Linked DNA regions of Sus scrofa: region 2 is linked to region 1. The links are chromatin contacts, called in public HiChIP or PLAC-seq maps. All regions are on one chromosome and are shown on one strand. The core of a region is the stretch at or near the end of the contact, and the rest is flanking DNA. Distances in the headings are between cores, read along the strand shown. Region 1 holds the start of POGLUT1 (protein O-glucosyltransferase 1). Region 2 holds the start of ARHGAP31 (rho GTPase-activating protein 31).

Region 1 (6,847 bases), core at 3,137-5,636:
TGGGTGAATTAAAAGTATCTAGACCTAGGAGTTCCCATCATGGCTTAATAGAAACGAATCTGACTAGTATCCATGAGGACACAGTTCGATCCCTGGCCTCACTCAGCAGGTTAAGAATCTGGCGATGCCGTGAGCTGTGGTATGGGTCACAGACATGGCTCAGATTTGCCATTGCTGTGGCTGTGGTGTAGACTGGCATCCATAGCTCTGATTCTACCCCTAACCGGGGAATATACACAAAATGTCATGGGTGCGGCCCTAAAAAGACCAAAAAAAAAAAAAAAAAAAAAAAAAAAAAAAAATTTGAGTTTTTAAAAAAAGACTCCTAAAAAGAAGGTTTAGGAGTTCCCATTGTGGCACAACAGGATTGGCCGTGCCTCTGGAGCACTGGGACAGAGATTTGATTCCCAGCTAGGCACAGTAGGTTAAAGGATCCAGCATTGCTGCAGCTGCAACACAGGTCACAACTGCAGCTCGGATCTGATCTCTGGCCCAGGAACTCTGTGTGCCATAGTGAGGCCAAAAAAGAGAAGGAAAAAAAAAAAAAAAGGTTTATCATTTGTTGTACACAATGCTGCCCAAGGCCAACTTTCAGTCTGTGACCCCCCTGGTCCAGGTCAGCCCTCAACTCACTGATATGTAACCTCAACTCTCATACCTAAAGTCCTAGCTAACACAGCCTGTGTTAAACAGTAGCCCCAGTTATTCCTCCTGCCTTCCACCACCTTTCTTTGAATACCTGGTATCTAGCACAACAGTTGGCCCCTGACAGACAATCAATCAATACTTTTCCTCCTCCTTCAGACCAGTTCATTCATGCTAGGTTTCATCAGCCCATGTCCTGCAGCTACTATATCTAGGGAAGGTGGAGAAGGGGCAGAGCCACAGCCAGTACAACCAGCAATGTACCCAAGCCTTATAAAGAGAGAGGAGACAGGCTTTGATATAGAACAGAGGTTGGCAAGAAAAATTCCCAGGCAAGGAGAAGAGCTTATCTTTCTTTTGTAGTCCTTCCGAAACATGAGGGAGGGTTCACTTGTGAATTCCTTTAATCAGATTCCCTATAAGAAACAGTATCAAGTTAAGCCCATATGAAATAAGGTCAAAAAATAGACCTTATAATTCTTACCTTGAAGGGAACATGCAGTCACTTTCTCGGTATAATCTGTTCTTAATGATCTGATAGTGGGTCCCTAGTTTCCGTCTGACTACCTCCGCCATCATCTTCCTGGAGATACCTCCTCGGAAAGGAGTCAGATCTTCTTCTATGACACTGGGAAAGAATGGGAATTGTCAACGAAAGCAGGCCCAGAGACTCTGCTTCCTACCCATGGGTTTAGGATTGGTATTAGAGAACACAGTAAGCTAAGGGAAAGAAGAGAGTGCGAGAACGAGCAACTTCTCCCCAGACAAGCGTCACAGGTGATCTAAAATACCAACAACAACAAAGCCACAAAAAAGAAAAAGCAAGAAAATATCTCTTCCAGAGTTCCCATCATGGTGCAGCGGTTAACAAATCTGACTAGGAACCATGAGGTTGTGGGTACAATCCCTGGCCTCGCTCAGTGGGTTAAGGATCCAGCGTAGCTGTGAGCTGTGCTGTAGGTCACAGGCGTGACTTGGATCTGGTGTTGCTGTGGCTGTGGCGAAAGCTGGCAGCTACAGCTTCGATTAGACCCCTAGCCTGGGAACCTCCATATGCTGTAGGAGCGGCCCCAGAAAAGGCAAAAAGACCAAAAAAAAAAAAGAAAGAAAGAAAGAAAGAAAAAAAAAAATCTCTTCCTCCTTCCATGCCCCTCCCTTGCCTGATGCATACTCTACCTTCACTACTCATGCCATACCCATATCCTCCCAGTCACTGCAGTCCCACTGACCTCCTCTCTTCTGAACCCCACAGAAGGTATGGTCTATGCCTTATAGTCTGACACTCTGATTCCCATATTCTAGACTGTTTGGCTCCTACCACCCCCACATCCTCCAGCATTATGTACAACTAACAGGAGTAATCAGAAAGTACACTCTTTTGTATCCCTTTTAAAGTTCAGTACATAATAAGTTTTCAGCAAGTATACATATCAGGTGAATTTTTTGAGGAATCAGAGGGAGGGCTTAAAGGGCCCTGTTATTTAGCTGATGAAAAATCTGACACCTAGAGGAGTTAAGTGGTTTGGATCTGGTGCTGGGATCTGGGACTAGTACCCAAGGCTGATTTTAAAGGAATCTGTTTACCACACCACACTCCAGCTCTAATTTACATACCTTAAAAACAGCCATAGGTGGGGAGGGAGTGGGGTGGATTGGGGTTAATAGATGCAAACTATTGCCTTTGGAATGGATTAGCGATGAGATCCTGCTGTGTAGCACTGGGAACTATGTCTAGTCACTTATGATGGCGCATGACAATGTGAGAAAAAAGAATGTATATATGTATGTGTAGTTGGGTCATCATGCTGTACAGAAAAAAAAATTGTATTGGGGAAATAAAAAATGTAAAAAAATAAGAAGACAACACTTACTGTAACAATAAAAGTATTAATTTTTTTTTTTTTTTTTTTTGTCTTTTTGCTATTTCTTTGGGCAGCTCCCACGGCATATGGCGGTTCCCAGGCTAGGGGTCAAATCGGAGCTGTAGCCACCTGCCTACACCAGAGCCACAGCACGCGCAGGATCCGAGCCGAGTCTGCAACCTACACCACAGCTCAAGACAACGCCGGATCGTTGTTAACCCACTGAGCAAGGGCAGGGACCGAACCCTCAACCTCATGGTTCCTAGTCGGATTCGTTAACCACTGTGCCACGACGGGCACTCCTAATTTTAAGGTACATTTTGATTTCTGGAGGGAATATTAAAAAAACTAGTAACAATGGTTACCTCCAGGGCAAGTAAATAGCGTGAGCCAGGAGTTGGAGAAAACTTACTTTTCACTTTTGTAAATGCCCTTTTGAACTTTATAAATTTTATACCATGTATATATATGAAAAAATATACAGCCAACAGGAAACATACGATTTGATTCATTCAAATATACATTCATTCCTTCAACAATATTTAGTTAAGTACTTACTGAGAGCCAGCACCAGGAATACAGCAGTGAATATAAGACAGAGGCCTTGACCTCAAGAAGCTTTTGGTTCAGTGGGGAAGGCAGACAAATACATGTGCTAACTCCTACAGGAAGTTAACAAGCAATGCTAAGACCACTTTGGCCTTTCCCATCCCAGGGCATTTTTATTCCCTAGAAATGTGAAAACCACCTCAGGGACCCTCAAAACATCTGTCTGCTCTCAAAGCATGCTTGGCTCTCTGACAGCAACTAAGGTCTTTCTGGGATCTTAGGGCATTTCCTCCTGACAAGATCTAAATACTCTAAAACACATCAAAGAAAAGAACTCACCCATGGTAGCAGCTGCAGTTTTGACTTGAACATGGTTCATAATTTTCCAAAGCTCTGTTAATTTGGTCAATAAGTACTTTCCATTTCGAACCTTCAAAAAGTGAAGTAAATGAAGGTTAACAAAACATCCCTGAGCATTCTTATTCACTTGCGGCACACAGGCAGAACCAAAAGAAGGCCCAAACTTGTAGACACCCCTTTTCCATCCCACTGGTGAAATGAACCTCCAGGAAGGATTCATTCTATAGCTCTCCAGCACTCAGGTCAGGTCTGCTCCTCTACTCAGGCTGCCAGGTATACAAGAAATGGGAAAATTTCCAAGCTTAATTCTTGGCACCTAGGTTATGGATAAGCTGGTGACATGGATTCTCACCTTTTACTAATCAAACTGAGCCTCATAAAGGGGGTTGATTAAAAGCCGCAGGCATTAACCCTCCCTTCGAACACACACACACAAGTTATCCCCCAACGTGTGTTAGGGAGCTACAAGGTAGCCCAGCGTGGGACACACTCGCTGTGGAGGAACAGGGGCATACCCTCTCCTCCCAACTATCACTCCGAATTCCAGAGGATGGGTTACTCTCCAGGGTCCTGGGCAGAAGCCGCGCTAGACACCCAGACGCAATCTCTCTCCGCTCTGAGGCGCCCGGGTGCTCCCTGCCCAGCTCTGCGCCACCGCGACCACAGCAGAAGCCGGGCGCCAGCCGCACCGGGAGCGAGGGGAGCGGGAGAGCGCTTGGCACCGGGCCAGACCCTGAGCCCCAGCGGCGGGCTCGGCGCCGCCCAGAGCGCACCTGACTCCTTTTGGCGGCCCGGCACCGGGAGCAGGAGGAGCAACAGCAGCCACAACCGAAGATGTGAGAGCGCCCACCGCTCCATCGCCAGCCGACCCACTGCGGAGGCCCCGCCGCTGCGCCGGCGGAAGCGCAGCCCCGCACAAAGATGGCCGTGGAGCCGCACCACGTGGGTGGAGAGCCGCCCAACGCAGAGGCTGCTGCTCGCTGCTCAGCCTCCGGGTACCGGTTCCCTGCGAAGGCGGAGCGGGGAAGCTGGGCCCTCCCCGGGGAGTTAACCAACGCCTAGTGCGGTGCGGCGGGACGCGATTTTTCTACTCGTCTGTTGAAAGCCGAGCTTTATATGTTCAGAGCTGCATCTTTGCGAATAGAGTGAAATCCTCTCCCCGACCCTCCGCCCCAGCTCGCTCGCCCTCAGATAAAATCGGATCCTAGGAGCGAATGAATAAATGGTACGCCCCTCCTCCCCGGTAAAATGTCTAATATTTGTTCGTTACATTTTATAACATCTTGAACACAGTCTCACAGCCCCAAAACTGAAGGTCAGAGAGGATACCATTTTCCGCCCACAGATCCGCCTTTAAGTGGCAAAATTTAGGCTAGAAGTTCCTTCCACAACCTCAAACTGGTTCTTATTAAATAGTATAGATTTGTTGAACCCCTGAATGTCTACAGCACTGTTAGAGCCCAAAAGGTTGCAGACAATATATAGCACACATCTCTTTGTAATAACTATTTATAAGTGTTTGGGTGACTTGGAAAAACAAAACAAAACAATGGGCAACATACCATACAGTGTATGTATATAGCTCTATATGGTATATAAAGAAAAGCGTAGATATATATATATATACAGTGATCATACAAATAGAAGTATGTATCCATTGTGTAAAATGTGCATAGTGACACTCTAGGCTCTGTGGAAAAACGTGGAAGTACAAGATGAGATCTGTGCCCCGAAGTTTAGAACTAGCCAGAAGAAAAATATGACTTCCCCAGAGATAATTTACAACTTAAGGCAGTATCTAAATGCTACTGGTTTCAGCAGACGGAAAGATCAATTTGAACTGGAATACTGAAGAAAGGGGGCAGGAAGGGTGCATTCCAGGCTGAAGAAAAGGAGAATGCTGGAGATGCTGAAAAAGGGGAGCAGCCATAATTTGCACATGGGAGTAGAACCTAGGCTGATGGTAGTGGAGGATTTAGGATACATCTTAAGGAACGTTGGAAGGTAAAATAATGTTGATTAGCTAGGAATGGGCTATGTAACTCATTCTGCATGAGTAAGCAAGAGAAGAAAATGAATCATTAACACTGCATCTTAAAAGGCTTCTTCAGGAATCCAAATGAAACTTAAATCAATTTTTTCTACTTCCAGGAAGGTGTACAGTAGTTCAAATGAATGTTTCATCAAAAGCACATAAGACTGTGTACTACATAGATTAAACACAATAACCTTTACTTTCAAAGTTACTTTAAAATGAATATACTGGAGAACAATTATAAAAACCCCAATAAAATAGCTTATTTCCATAATTATTGCTTTCTGTGATCAGAACAAAACAGAAATCATTTTGTGTTATAATGTCTTTGAAATGAAAATAAATCAGTGTTTTCTGCAAATTTACAATGTTTATCTTTGCAGTGAGAGATTGGGAGGTAAGTGAGCCCTATACACAGAAGGAATAAGCTGCACCTGAATCTAAACAATACTTGTTTCATTTCCTTAAGAGGTGAGGTGTTTTACTCCAGTGGTTCCTATATGTGAATGGGTGCTAGAATTCTTCTGGGACTTAAGAAACCCACAGATTTCTAGGTCCTAGGCCAGCCACTAATTTAAAATGCAAACAGTATAGTTTAAAAGACCCTCCATGTTCAAGCTTCTGTTTGTCTCTTCAAATTCATTTCATACTGTGATCTAACTGTACAGCTTTGCATTGTTTCTCACACATGCCAAGCTCTAGCCTACCTTAGAATCTCTGCATAAGTTTTGTTTTCTATGAAGATTACTTTTCTCTCCCATCTTGGCATTTCTGGTTCCTTCCCCATATTCAGGTTTTTTCTGGAATGTCATTTCCTCAGACAGATTCCCTTCAAAATAGCACCTTTATTTTTCACCTTATCCCTTTATCTCCTTCATAATACTTACAACCTGTAATTATTTCATTGATATTAAATACATGTTTCTTTCATTAGAATATAAACCCCAGGAGGACAGGGACATATCTGCTGTCTTACTCATTAATACAATGCCTGGTACACAGTAGGCACTAAATAAATAATTGCTCAATGAAAGATGAATGCTGGTGAACCAAGAGAAAATCAACAGAGTTTCAATGTAGCAAGCTAGCAAGGAATTAACAGAGCAAATATGAAAAGAAATGTACCATAAGCCTACAGGTGAATACAATGAAAATATATGGTGATCTATGTTGCATGAATTAAAGTATAAGAATGCTTGGGGCATAGTTCCTGTAGTCGTGGCACAGCAGAAAGGAATCCAACTAGGAACCAAGAGGTCTGGAGTTGCCATGAGCTGTGGTGTAGGTTGCAGAGAAGGCTCCGATTTCTAGTTGCTATGGCTGTGGCGTAGACCTGCAGCTCTAGCTCTGATTGGGCCCCTAGCCTGGGAACCTCCATATGTCAGGGATGTGGCCT
Region 2 (6,847 bases), core at 3,060-5,559, 150 kb after region 1:
CTCTTGACTCCTGGCCCCAGCATTTCCAAGCACTGTGGGAAGATCCAGAGCACTCGGCTCAGAGGGGAGAGGTAGGAAATGCTCATGGATGCACTCTGGCCTCACAGGGCTTCACCCACTGCCTTCCAACCGCAGGCGACACAATGATGTGGTTTTCATTACATAGCTCTGCAAGCAAGGGTCTTCGTACTCAGTGGTCAAAAAGAAGACAAAGAAAACGGTACTATTTTCAGCATCAGCAGCTAGGAAGGGATGATCTTCTCCCTCTATTCCAGACAGGAAGAGAAAGTTATCTGGTTCCCAGGGGAGAGCTGGGGGTTGGGGCAGCAGCCACTGTGCTAGAGGGGAAGTGAAAGAAAGGCTGGCCAAGTTGGCCAGGAGCAATTTCATGCCATTCTTGGGTGATCTCACCAGCTGGAGAAGAGTGGTCAAAGAAGCAAAAAGAGGGAAATTGGCCCTTCACATCAGCCCTATGTGCAGCTGGGGATGATCAACAGCAGGGTCTGAACTTGGCATCTGTGTGGATGCCCACAGAAACTGTATACATGATTTGTGTGTGTGTGTTGGTGTGTGTTTCTAAGGGAAAGGTTTCTGGTTTTCATCAGCTTCCTAAAGATTAAGGATGACACTGGCCTCAAGCAACGTCTCCTTTAAGCTGAATATCTATTTGTCACCTACACACCCTGCCTCAGCAGCCTTATCCAACTGAAGGTAGCAGGGCTTGGCTACAGCAAATTGCAGAAGCTAATGACACTCGTCCTCTGTGCTCGGGCCTCACATGGGGAGTGAGTATTGCTTCCCCATAATCAGGTGGGCTGAGTGCAGATAACTGTCACCAGCTTTGTTCTGCACCCCAGCTCAGGGCTTTCCCTCCCTCTCCAAACTCAGCAGTTCTTTTGGCATCTCTGTCCTTTCCTTCTGCCCTTCCTGCTCCCAGACCTGGATCCATTTTTCTCTGTCTCTCCTCAAGTCCGTCACCTTATCCCCGACCTCCAAAGCTGAGTAACCACGATACCAGTCTTATAAGGCCCTCCCCAGCATTCCACAACCTATTACCACGATGACTTGTCATCCTCAGGATTCTGGGCTGAACTTTCAGCTGGCAGGCAAAGGGGCACTGCCCAGGTCAGCTTTTTCTCCCTGGGGACAGAGTCCAGGCCTTGCCTATTAACCAACACGTTCCAGAAAGCTCATGAGGAGGACACATGAAATCTCATGAGGACACAGTGTTTTAGAGAAAACCATTAGCACTGACTACTTACTGATGCTACACTATAACAAAAATAAAGAGAAAAATGCCTGACTAGTTCTAGATGTGGGAAAAAGAGAAATCCTAATTACCCTCATTTATATAAGCTAGGTATTGTGCACGCCAATTCCCACGTGGCACAATAACGGTGTCTGGATCATTAAGTGGGTCAATTTCCTTCTGTTTCAAAGCTGAACTTTATTCAGGTATGTCAGTCTTGAAAGTTCGCTGATTCTGGGGCAGGACTGTCTGCTTTCAATTTAGGGGGAGAAAAAAAAGCATTAGAGGAGAATGTTGGCCTAGACAAGGAAGCCGGGGAAGGGAGAGGAGCCTAGTGGGCCAGAGCCCTCTGCCTCCTTCATGACTGAAGATATAAGGCAGGTCAGTTTACCTCTTTGCACTGCCTCCTCCCTTCCCAGGGTAGGTAGCACTGGGTACTGGTTTCCATTTTTTTCCCCTTTCAGCAGTAGTCCCTTTTCTTTTTCTTTTTTTCCAAATGAAACATATATGAAAGCCCAAAATACAAAGCAGGTGAAAGAGGGATTGTCTAAGGCTGCCTTTGAAGTGTCTTTACAGAACCCTGGGATTCCTGGCTCATCCTATGACCTGTGACATTGTAAGAAGGGGCAGGATTGATAAGCACCTCCACGCAACTCTAAACTTTGGAGTGAGGGCCCAGAAGAACACCTGCATGGTAGGAGGTGGTATCCACAAGCATTCATTAAGTGAACCTGGATGTGAACCTGAAGGCCCCCCTTTGCAAAAACAGGTGGAGGAAAACATTTCATTGCGAACTTCTGAGGGTAATGGTTAAGCTGCATACTTGGCGTTCTCTCACACTCAAAAAAACTCAACCCCATGCGATGTTATTTCAAATCTACCTCTCCAGATTGTTGGAGAGGATTAAATGAATTGACTCTGCTGTGTCCCAGTTGCAAAAGAGGCAGTTTTGAAATGTGCGGTCCCCCAAGCTGTAAAATACCAAGCTATTTGTCCTAATGACACAGCAGACTCTGAACTCAAGAATTCCGCAGGAATATCACACCACTGCAAATTACTAGGTGGTGCTGAGTCTTTGAAAAAAATGAAATAGAAACAAAAGCATTGCTCTGTTTTTGAGATGCACATTTGATATGAGCTAATCAAATAGCTTTTGAGATTATTTTCCTGGAGGCAGAATTATTCTGCATAGTTAGCCCTTCAGTTTCCCCCCTTTCTTGTATCTATGTATGTATAAACACAAGGCCCATATAGTAGACTTTTTTCTCTCTCACTGAAGTTTCTGAAGACAAGGCCTTTTTGTCACGGATAAGTACAGGGCCAGTCAACCTTACAAAAGGAGTCATTTAATGCTCAATTTCTCCAACGTTCCTATGATTAAAAACTTCTAACCTCAAATGCTGTTATTGTGTTCTGGATTGTTTTCTTTCGCCCTCCCCCTAACAAATGTTTAAATTGTCTCTACTCTGGAGGATCGGCTTTTTTTCCAATCTGACCTTGAAAGCAGAGACTCTCTCCTTAAGAAACGCTCTCCTAAACTATTTTCAAGGCAAGGCCCTCTGACCTTTTTACAACACTCTTCTTGTCTGACACACCAAACGCTAATCTGAAAGCCAAGAGGAGGTAAAGGGTCTGAGGGGTTGGGAAGGGGAGGGAGGGAGGTACTATATATTTGGCATCAGTTCAGAAATTCAGAAAATGTTTGTGCAACCACTCCCCCAGCCAGGATCCACCGCACCCCCTGCCTTCCAGCACATTAATAAAAAAAGATGTGAGCTGATGAAACTGGAGAAGCCGGGAGGGACACCTAAGGCGGTCATAATTATGTACCCAGAGAAGCCCAGTGAACACCATCCCACAGGTCCAGTCCTCACCCCTCCTCTCCCACATCCAAAGTTGGGGATCGGGATCTCTCCAGCCCCCACCCCAGGCCCCCAGGGGTAGCCGCTTAAACTTGCAGCAGCACCGCCCATTAACGGCTTGTGTGACACAAACGGAAGGACTGACACAACCTCTACACGTCGGGGTGGCAGCGCTATGCACCTCAAGAATTGTGTATATTCTTCAAAAAGAAAAAAAAGTAGAAGGAGCGCACAAGCCTGGAATACATTAACTTGTGAATTGAATGTAACACACCCTCGGAGAGTCCCTCTTTCTCTCAAACAAAAAGAAGGGGGGAGGGGGGTAGGCGAAGGCACTTTACCATCCTGTCCTGAGCTTTCCAGATACTCCGTGAGGTCACAGCCAAAGGCGCTGGCGGCTCCCTTTCGTTTCAGCTTCTGCTTGGCACCCTTGTTCTTCATGAGTTAGTCCCAAAGAGGTTGCCCTCCGTCTCCCCCTCCCCTCTGCTTGGCACCGCGCCGACGGTGGTCTCCGGGGTGGGGGTTAGATCAGTGGCTGCGGCGCGGCGCTGTGGGGCCGCATGGGCGTCGGGAAGAGTTTGGGCCCGGGACAGAGCGCATGGAGCCCGCGGGGCGCTGAGCCCGGCGCGGGCGCGGAGCCTGAAATCCACCGCGCGCTCCTCCAGGGCCGCGGTGCCGCAGGCCGTGCGGAGCTGGCAGCGGCGGGCCGGCTCGCTGGGAGTGTCACTTCCTCACTTGGAGTCCCAGGGACTTTCACAGGTTCCCGCGGTGTCTTCGGTTGTCTTCCTCCTCTTTGGAGGGAGGGCGAGCTCTCCGGTCCGTCTTCTCGAAGCCCGGGAGTGGCCGAGGGCGCGGGGAAGCCGGCGGCGGGCGCGGAGACGGCCCGGGGACTGCGTGGGTCCTCTGCCCGGCGCGCGCTGTCTTGCCTTCAGACGGCTTTGGTAGAACGAAAAACAAGCATCCTGTCTCTCTCGCCCGCCCTCACGCCTTCCTTTTTTTCCTGTCTTACAAATCCTAGGATCATCCAGCTCAGGAAATGCTGGAAGGAAGTTAGCTAGGGAGGGGGGCGGAGGGTGGAAATTTTTGGCAGCTCTGTGCTCATGTGTGTATGGAGCCGGAGGAAGTAGGTGGGTGGGTTGAGGAGTACGGGGTTGGGGAGAGAACGCGCTCTTCGCAGAGCTGCTCGGCGACTCTAGAGATAACTGGCCCGCCCGGGAGGAAATCGCCGCTCTCCTAGGAGCACCCACAGCCCGAGCCACCCGCTTCCTGCCCCATCGACGGCTCTTTGAAGACGGCGGGAGGAGGCGCGCTGGCACTCTGGATGGAGGGGGCTAGGTGGGACTGAAAAAAAAAGTCCTCCCTTGTATTTTATCTTCATTGTCATCATCTCTTTGACAATTTCTATTTCGGTGCCTGTCTGCTCCTACACAAACACTTAAAGAGTAATGACAGAAACAAAGACAGGGATTCCAACGGAGAAACCTAACGGGGAGCAGTTTTCGCCAACCACTCCCATTCTACTGTCCCGCGCCCCAGTACCCCCAACCCAGCTAAGTCCCCTCCAAAGCTGAGGGAGGGATGGAGGCTGCCACTTTTTAACCACTGCCCTGGAAATCAGATTTCTGATTAGAGATTCAAGTTACACACACACACACACACACACACACACACACACACACACACACACACAGAGGCATTACTACAAAGTTTGCTAAATGGAAGTGATGCGGGGGGTGGGAGTGAGGGGACCAGGACTTAAGGTGACTCTGATATTCTAACATAATCTGAAGAAAGCAGTCTCTCAGGTTATTTCATAATTTGTCTCAAGTTTTCAGGAGGGCATGTTTTTTCTCCAGTTAGATTTGAAATTCTTTGACTTCTGTGTACTCAGCACACAGTAAGCACTCAAATTCTGGTGATTTCACCATTTGAGGATTAGATTAAACTTCCTGTATAAATTCAAATCCATATATAGGCTTAAAGGGTAGAGACAGTCATAGAGCTCAGAATGCTGGAAAAAGCTTTAAGTATAGTATTTTAGTTACTGAATCCTGTCACAGTCTCTTATCTCCCTATGTATCACCAAGACAGTGTATGAACTTTGACCCTTGACCTTCTCTCTTTGTGAGTACTCACAATTGATAGCCTGCCTGCTGAATCTGGCTCACAGATGTGTTTGGTTTGTTTGCCATTTTAAATATTAAAAAAAAAATTTTTGCCTTTTTAGGGCCGCACCCATGGCATATGGAGGTTCCCAGGCTATGGGTCTAGGTGTCAAATCAGAGCTGTAGTCTCTGGCCTATGCTACAGCCACAGCAATGCCAGATCCAAGCTGTGTCTGTGACCTACATCACAGCTCACTCATGGCAATGCTGGATCCCCTCCCCACAGAGTGAGGCCAGGGATCAAACTTGTGTCCTCATGTCCTCATGGATCCTAGTCAGATTTGTTTCCACTGAGCCACGATGGGAACTCCTTAAATATTTAAGTATTAAATATTTAAAATTTTAAAATTAACTGCCAACATTAAAGAGTTAACATTTTTAACTTAAAAGATCTGGATTTCTAGCTTCTCTTACAAAAATAGACGATGTGGTGACACCGAAAGTGCATTTCCACGTGTCAAGGGCCTCTGATGCTGAGTTGTAGAAGCTCCATGGAGGTACCACCCTCTTTAGAGAGATGAGTCCTCCAGTTTTGCAGCTCCACTTCCTGTTTTCCCTCCTTCCCTCCTTCCCTGCCTGGCCTTTGGAGCCACTGGAGTTTTCGGCCCAAGCTGTGTATGGTCTCTCCTTCCTTCTATTTGCCATCTGTCTCTTAGTGACACCAGCATTGCCCTAGTCATCTTGGCGAGACATCTTCAAGTAACCACTGACTCATTTCTCTCTTTCCGCCCCCACCCCCAGCCTAGTTCTGCCTGGCCAGACGGATGAGTCCTTCAAAATGCCTCTCTGCTGGGCTTCTTCCTTCCAGGCCCATTCAGTGAGGACCATTCACTCCTGAATTATTAGAATAACTCCTAGTGGGGTTTGGTAAGTCCAGTCTTTTCCCACTTCATCCTATGCCCTAAAGGCCTGTTGAATCTTCCTAAAGTATCGCTGTTGTTATGTGCCTGCTTTGCTCAAAATCCTGTCAATGACTCCCTGTTTCCTACTGCCAGGACAGCAGTTTCTAAGCATCTTAAAAGCTACTTGGGGACCATTTGGTAGGGTATTTCATATAATGGCTTGTTCCGTCCTTTATTTATAGAGAAGCATCTCCATATGAGATTATAATTATTACTATTAACTCTTGCTTAGGAGTTTACTGTAGCAAAGACTTTCGTATTCATTATTTCATCTGACCTACAATGGATTTCATCATTTTGGCAGCAAAGGAGAGAGGCTGAAGGGTTGCTCTTTTCCTGGGTCCAGGCCCCCAGGCACAAATTATGGATAAGTTGTCAAGCACTGTGAATTACCTTTCTAAAGGTTTAAAAAACATTCTTTTAACTATTTATGTTGAAATAATTTCAGCTTATAAAAATTTTACCAGAAAAATAAAAAAATTTAAAAGAAGAAAAAAAAATTTGCAGGAAAATAATCAGAATTCCCATATACCCTTCAACCAGCTTTCCCAAGTATTAATGTCTTATATAACCAGAGTACAATTATCGAAAGTAGGACATTTATATTAATACAATAATACTAACTAATCATCAGACTTTATTCAAATACTATTTTTTAATTATATAACA

The links. HiChIP or PLAC-seq counts read pairs in DNA pulled down with a chosen protein or histone mark.
Region 2: a contact with region 1 is called in an H3K27ac HiChIP or PLAC-seq map of skeletal muscle. The contact joins the promoter of ARHGAP31 here to the promoter of POGLUT1 in region 1. A contact is called at or near these places in 1 of 5 promoter capture datasets (fetal skeletal muscle), 5 of 47 Hi-C or Micro-C datasets (embryonic fibroblasts, fetal heart ventricle, liver and 2 more) and 2 of 2 datasets of contacts at active chromatin or transcription factors (alveolar macrophages and skeletal muscle).

The regions. Positions count from the first base shown.
Region 1 is chr13:140,789,259-140,796,105 of Sscrofa11.1, forward strand. POGLUT1 (protein O-glucosyltransferase 1) reads right to left here and starts at 4,387. Exons shown (of 11, transcript XM_021070325.1): 1 at 4,190-4,387; 2 at 3,396-3,486; 3 at 1,130-1,273. The coding sequence starts at 4,274.
Region 2 is chr13:140,944,195-140,951,041 of Sscrofa11.1, forward strand. It overlaps ARHGAP31 (rho GTPase-activating protein 31), which reads right to left and starts at 4,310. Exons shown (of 12, transcript XM_021070330.1): 1 at 3,453-4,310. The coding sequence starts at 3,552.